2 separate regions of the Pan troglodytes genome follow, and region 1 is linked to region 2. The links are chromatin contacts, called in public HiChIP or PLAC-seq maps. All regions are on one chromosome and are shown on one strand. The core of a region is the stretch at or near the end of the contact, and the rest is flanking DNA. Distances in the headings are between cores, read along the strand shown.

Region 1 (3,206 bases), core at 343-2,842, 170 kb before region 2:
CTCCATAGTGAGAGGTTCCTAATGGTTCTGTGTCTGAGTTACACCACCGTGGGCGTGAAGCACCCTCAGCCATTTTGTCTCTGCTTCAAAACTTCCTACAATGCCTGCCTGCCTTTTAAGGCAGGATATATGGTCTGTCTGGCCTCCTTTCTAGCTTTAGATCCCCTTAGGCTGTTGTAGCGTTGTAGTGCCCGGCTCAACTGGCCTAATCCCCACTCTCTGATCCTGTCCTGCCTTTTCCAGAAATTATCTTCTGGTCCCTTGAGTCTCCCCTCCTGTAACATGCATCCTCATCTTTATTCTGCCAGCATTTTTTTTTCAATACCACACTCAAATGCTACTCAAGTCAAAGGCTTCCTATGAGAGCAGGGGTTGTGCCTGGCGTTCTACAGCCTTTGGTTCACACCCCCTTTTTTTTTTTTAGAGGGGGTCTTGCTCTGTTGCCCAGGCTGGAGTGCAGTGGCGCAATCTCGGCTCACTGCAACCTCTGCCTCCCAGGTTCAAGCGATTCTTCTGCCTTAGCCTCCCGAGTAGCTGAGACTAGGTGTGGGCCACCACGCCCGGCTAATTTTTTTTTTTTTTTTTTTTTTTGTATTTTTAGTAGAGAAGGGGTTTCACCATATTAGCCACGCTGGTCTCGAACTCCTAACCTCGTGATCTGCCCGCCTCGGCCTCCCAAAGTCCTAGGATTACAAATATGAACCACCGCGCTGGACGCCCGTTTTTTTTTTTTTTTTTTTTTTTTTTTTTTTTTTTTTTTTTTTTAAGACATTTCGGTCTCCACGTTGGTCAGGCTGGTCTCGAATGCCCAACCTCAGGTGATCCTCCTGCCTCGGCCTCCCAAAGTGCTGGGATTACAGGTGTGAGCCACTGCGCCCGGCCGGTTCACACCCTTTATTTGTATTTTTTTTTTTTTTTGAGACAGGGTCTCACTTTGCCGTCCAGTCTCAAGTGCAGTGGCGCCATCTCGACTCACTGCAACCTCGACCTCCTGGGCTCAAGGGATCTTCCTACCTCAGCCTCCCAAGTACCTGGGACCACAGACGCGAGCCACTGCCCGGCTAATTTTTGTATTTTTTTGTAGAGACGGGATTTCGCTATGTTGCCGAGGTTGGTCTCTAACTCCTGGGCTGAACCTATCCTTCCGCCTCAGCCTCCCAAAGGGCTGGGACGACAGGCTTGAACCACCGCGCCCGGCCTGGTTCACACACTTTAATGGCACTTACCACATACTGCTAGGCATTGAGGTTATTTCTGTAACATCTCTTCTTTTCTACTAGATTCTATGAGGGCAGGAACTAGGTCTTATTTTTCTCTGAGGACAAGGACTGTTAGACAAGTGTATGGAGACGCATCTAGACCAACTGCCTGACTTCCTCTTTCCTCTGGGTTTACTTCTCCCTCCAAGAGGAGGGTTGTGTGTGTGAGCGGGGCGACTGGAAAACATAGTGTTCAGGACGTTGTATCTTGTTCCAGGAACTAAGTACACGCCTGGGTAACTAATGTGGAGTACCTCTCCTTCCCCTGTTGCTATCGCCCCTCTGTGGCTGCTTGGCAAGTAGCTCAGTATGAAGAGCTGACGGAATTCTGCGGTGGGCCAGGTGGCTCTGGCGTCGATTGTTTAAGGCGACTGTTAATGACTACAACACACCATTGAGTCTTGGTCCCAAGGCGCTGGTGCACATGGTACTTCCCGAAATCCCTGTAGAGCCGCTGGAGCAGGAGCCCCGATCCCACGTTTGGGCAGCTGACTCGCCTAAGGCCTCCAGCTGAAAGCGGAATTGCAGGGGTGAGAATGAGCAGACCTAACTACCGGGCTTCTCGCACTTGGCCTGCATTTATTTAGGACCACGATAACCTCGAAGGCCAGGTTGGGGTGCCCGATGGGTCGTGGGCTTGCTGTCTAACTCCCTGAGATCGGCGGGCTGAACAGAGCTTCGAAGTGTAGCGCCATCCTGAGCAGAGGAAGGGGCGCCCGACGGCCGCGTAGCGGGCGGCAGGGCGGGAGGAAGTAGCAGCTGCTGCTCCCCGCCCACCCCTCTCGCATGTGCCTTTCCGCTCCACTGTTCGCCGGTGAGCTAGGTGGCGCGAGAGCGGAGGGGAGAAAAGACAGCGGCTGCAGGAGCCGAAGGCCGCGGCTCGAGGTGGGGCAGGGGCGGGCACGCGAGCGTGCGTGCGTGGGCGCGGTCTATAGCACGCCGCGCGCGGGGCGGATGTCCGGGCCGGCTGGGCCGGGGCCGCGGACGAGATGGCGGAAGGTGGAGGCTGCCGTGAGCGACCGGATGCGGAGACTCAGAAGTCCGAGCTTGGAGCCTTAATGAGGACCACACTCCAACGCGGGGCGCAGTGGTGAGCTCCCGGCTCGCTCTTCCTCTATGCAGAACCAGGGACCGAGAAAAAGGGGCCTCCTTTTTCTCGGCTAGAGTAGGGGCTGGGCGGGGATGGTATGTAGTGACCCTGAAAGAGTAGCCTGACACCTGCCCCTCAGGAGAATAACTCCAGGATCAGCTCTGGGAAAGCGCAGGCGGGGCCTGAGTGTCGTCTCAGTTCATTTGGAGCCCTAGGGGGCGGGCCCGGCGGGGGCCAGGAGGAGGGATGTGGTGAAGGGGAAGGTTGGTGGGGACCCTAAGGGTGGGGAGAGCCCTTTACCATGAGGACTCGCCGTGTGACCTTGGGCGAAGGTGTCACAGACCTGGATTCCTCACTGTTAAAACCAGGATAGCAATATTTGGCTCACCGACCTCAGTGGGTTGAGGGGAAAATCAGAAGTAGATACTTTGTAACTTGTAAACTGCCAACAGATGTCAAGGTCAGAAGCTGAACAAATGTCTGAGAACCCCGATTATTTTGGTAGCAAGTGTCAAAAATATTTGCGGCAGCAGTATCTTGGAGTGGGAGAGGAGGATAGCCTAGGTCCTGGAGCTAGATAGAAGATGAAGGGTCCAGAATTTAGAAGACCCAGGCTGAGTTATTAGGCATCTTAATAGATTGTTTAGTAGAGGGGACAATACTTTGTACTACTGGAGAGATTCCTGGGTGGTGTAATTGTGTAGGAGTAGAAAAACTAAGGCTAGACTTTGCATCGAGTATGATTGTTACCCATCTTGTTTGTTTTGTTTTGTTTTGTTTTGAGATGGAGTTTCACTCTTGTTGCCCAAGCTGGAGTGCAGTGGCGTGATCTTGGCTCATGGCAACCTCCGCCTCCC
Region 2 (3,328 bases), core at 146-2,645:
CCCAGAAGCCAGATTCCCTGGTGTCCAGAAGTGGGGTTGGGGCGGGGGGCCGTTGGAGAAATCTCATGACCACAGGACTCCAGGGTCTGAGTCCAGGGCGTTTCCAGCAGGAATGGGCAGCTGGACTTCTGGGTTCCCTCGCAGGAGATCCCCAAGTTCTCCAGCCACCCCTTTCTCTTGGTGGCTACACTCCTGGACCCCTGGCAGGAGGGCCTCTTGGCCCCAAACTTCCAGCTCAAGGATGTGGGGGGCGGGTCTGGGCTAACGCGCTTGGGGTTCTACACCCCGCGCCCCAAACTTCCCCTGAGCGCGGTTCCCGCGGGACTCACCCGCCGGTGCTCCGATGCTGCCAGGGTACGGGGTCCACCGTTCCGCCTCCGTTGACGCCGGATCTGGCTGGGGCTGAAGTCGGGCTCTGGCGGGGCTCCGGTACTGCTCCGGCGCGGGGCGGGGCTGGGCCAGGTCCGCCCCTCGCCCCCCTCCCCCTCCGACTCAGGGAAACCTCCTCTCGCCTTAACCCTGCACATGCCGCAGCTGGAGCAGGGCGTGCCGATCTACGGTCATATGCAAACGGACAGATAAACGGACACGTGGACACTGGGCCTGACAGAATTTAGCGTCCGACCTCGGGCAAGAGTAGAAATGAGGCAGCGGCGAGCGACACAACACGTGTATGGCAAGGGGCAGTTCTGAGCCCGACCCAGCCTGGGTGCGCCCGCTGTGTCGAGCAGGCCAGCCGAACCCGAGGGCTTGAGGGGCCGGCGCCTGCCCACCTCCGCGGAGCTCCCAGGAGCCCAATGACAGGCTTCCCGGCGGCGCCCCCTGGAGGCCACTGGGGACATGGCCTGGGCCTCTGTCGTGTGGGGGCAGCCTGGGGCGCCCTTACCTGGGCATAAAGCAGGAATAGGTCTTACAGTGTACACTGAGGCTAGCGGGGGTGGAGGAACAGAAGGCACCGGCCCTTCTACAAACCTGGGTGGGGAGAATTCCTGGAAGGAGTGATACTGAGCAGAGAATGTGCTGGAAGAGTCAGAGGCCAGGGGACCTCCCAGTGGGTCACTCTGGCCTCATCCTGTAGGGCCTGAGAGACCTGGGCTACTCTGGGACCCAAGGCACATTATAACTATCCATTTTTAGTATCCTGAGCTTGCCTCTAACCAACTCTGGGGTCAAGCAAGAGCAAACTAGTGTGACGGGCCCACCTACCTCAGGCCCAGACCTTGGCCCTGCCTATCTTCTGAGCATTCAGAGTATTAGCTAAGTCTTCAAGCTGAGGGCCCATTTGTACAGGTCAGTGGTACCTGTGGGAAGAGGTCCTTGCAGTTGTCTGTGTCTGCTCACTGCCTTGTCCCCCTTTCATGGACAGTGCTTATCTTAGTTTCCCCCAAAGCAGACCTGGACAAAGATATACATGCATATAGTTAGTATGGGAGGTGAGGCCAAGAAACACCAGCAGTGGCAAGGAGACAAGGAAAGCAGCCAATAAAGGAAGTGTCATCAAGCAAGCTACCACTGTGGGCCATTGGGACCAAATCCTGCTGGGGATTCTGGGAGCCAGCGTAGAACATAGGCCTTACATCATTGCTGCCCCCAAGAGCAAGGGGAGCTGAGATACTCATTCTCAAATCTCCATTAGTCATGGGTTGAGAGCTGTTTGGGGGCATTACCTATTAACTCCCTGGCCTCCCTCACATCTGGCCTTCCCAGAAGTCTATGGGTAGACCCTTCCGCATGACCGGAGAAGAGAGCCTTTGCTCTTTTCAGGGACTGTCAGTTGGATTCAGTCGGCCTGCACAGAAATGGTGGTGCCAAGGCTGGTTACAGAGTGCACAGACCCTGACTTGAAGGCCTCAATCCTCCTTGTCCCACTTCACCTTGGACTTGCTCTTCAGTGCCCTCACTTGGGGCACTGTTTCCACCCTCTTGTGATTGCCAATAGGCTTCCAAGAGGCTCACACTGCTCTGCAGCCCCCTTCACATTTGCTACTGTTCCCTTTCCAAGCTCCCTCCCCCTCCTTTCCAGCAATTAAACACTTATGAGCCACTTGCCTTTAGATACCTCCCAACACCCCAAGTCTCTCTAGTCTCCCCTTCCTCCCCTCCAGTCAAACTCTTGAAGCCATCTGTCCTCACAGGCTCCACCTCCTTGTTACTTGTCACCTCAATGTGCTGCCACTCCTCCCCAAAAATTGTTCTTGGAAAAGTCATCATGAAATACCATATAGCTAAAACTATATGTGCCTGTGGTCCTTCACTAAATCTTGCTAGCATCTTCAAAGTTTTGCCCCTTGTGACCTCAACTCCCTCCTGCTGTTTGTCCTGCCTCTGAGAATCTTTATTTTTTATTTATTTTTTTTTTTTTGAGATGGAGTCTCGCTCTGTCACTCAGGCTGGAGTGCAGTGGTGCCATCTCCACTCACTGCAAGCTCCGCCTCCCAGGTTCATGCCATTCTCCTGTCTAAGCCTCCCGAGTAGCTGGGACTACAGGGGCCTGCCACCATGCCCGGCTAATTTTTTTTTTTTTTTGTATTTCTAGTAGAGATGGAGTTTCACCGTGTTAGCCAGGATGGTCTCGATCTCCTGACCTCGTGATCCGCCCACCTCAGCCTCCCAAAGTGCTGGGATTACAGGCATGAGCCACCGCGCCCAGCCCACCTCTCAAAATCTTTTTTTTGAAACGGAGTTTCACTCTTGTTGCCCAGGCTAGAGTGCAGTGGCGTGACCTCAGCTTACTGCCACCTCCGCCTTCCGGTGGTTTCAAATGATTCTCCTGCCTCAGCCTCCCGAGTAGCTGGGACTACAGGCACGTGCCACCATGCCCAGCTAATTTTTTGTATTTTTAGTTGACATGGGGTTTCACCATGTTGGCCAGGATGGTCTCCATCTCTTGACTGCGGGATCCGCCCGCCTTGGCCTCCCAAAGTGCTGGAATTACAGGCATGAGTCACCGTGCCTGGCCTAGAATCTTTTGCAGGCTCTGCTTCTTCTCCATCACCAGGAATTGGCTCCTCAAGATTCAACCCTGGCTTTTCTCCCTGGCACACATATTTCCTCTTGGGGCAGTCCCTCCCAGACCACTGCCTTCATTCACATCTAAAGCTCCATCACATCTCTCTGCTCAGATAGAGGTGGGTCCAGGATCCACTGAGAACCATATAAGGCTGGAGGGGCAGGTGGCTCACACGTGTAATACTAGCACTTTGGGAGGCTGAGGTGGGTGGATCACCTGAGGTCAGGAGTTCAAGACCAGCCTGGCCAACATGGTGAAACCCCGGCTTGACTAAAAATACAAAAAATTGGCCAGGCGCAGTGGCTCACACCTGTAATC

Evidence for each region. HiChIP or PLAC-seq counts read pairs in DNA pulled down with a chosen protein or histone mark.
Region 1: an H3K4me3 HiChIP or PLAC-seq map of stem cell-derived excitatory neurons shows a contact between it and region 2, with 2.6 times the contacts expected there. The contact joins the promoter of USP4 here to the promoter of KLHDC8B in region 2. A contact is called at or near these places in 1 of 7 Hi-C or Micro-C datasets (stem cell-derived neural progenitor cells) and 1 of 1 datasets of contacts at active chromatin or transcription factors (stem cell-derived excitatory neurons).

What each region holds. Positions count from the first base shown.
Region 1 is chr2:53,371,114-53,374,319 of NHGRI_mPanTro3-v2.0_pri, reverse strand. USP4 (ubiquitin specific peptidase 4) reads left to right here and starts at 1,592. Exons shown (of 22, transcript XM_001163445.8): 1 at 1,592-2,349. The coding sequence starts at 2,249.
Region 2 is chr2:53,200,863-53,204,190 of NHGRI_mPanTro3-v2.0_pri, reverse strand. KLHDC8B (kelch domain containing 8B) reads right to left here and starts at 1,395. Exons shown (of 6, transcript XM_526201.9): 1 at 330-1,395.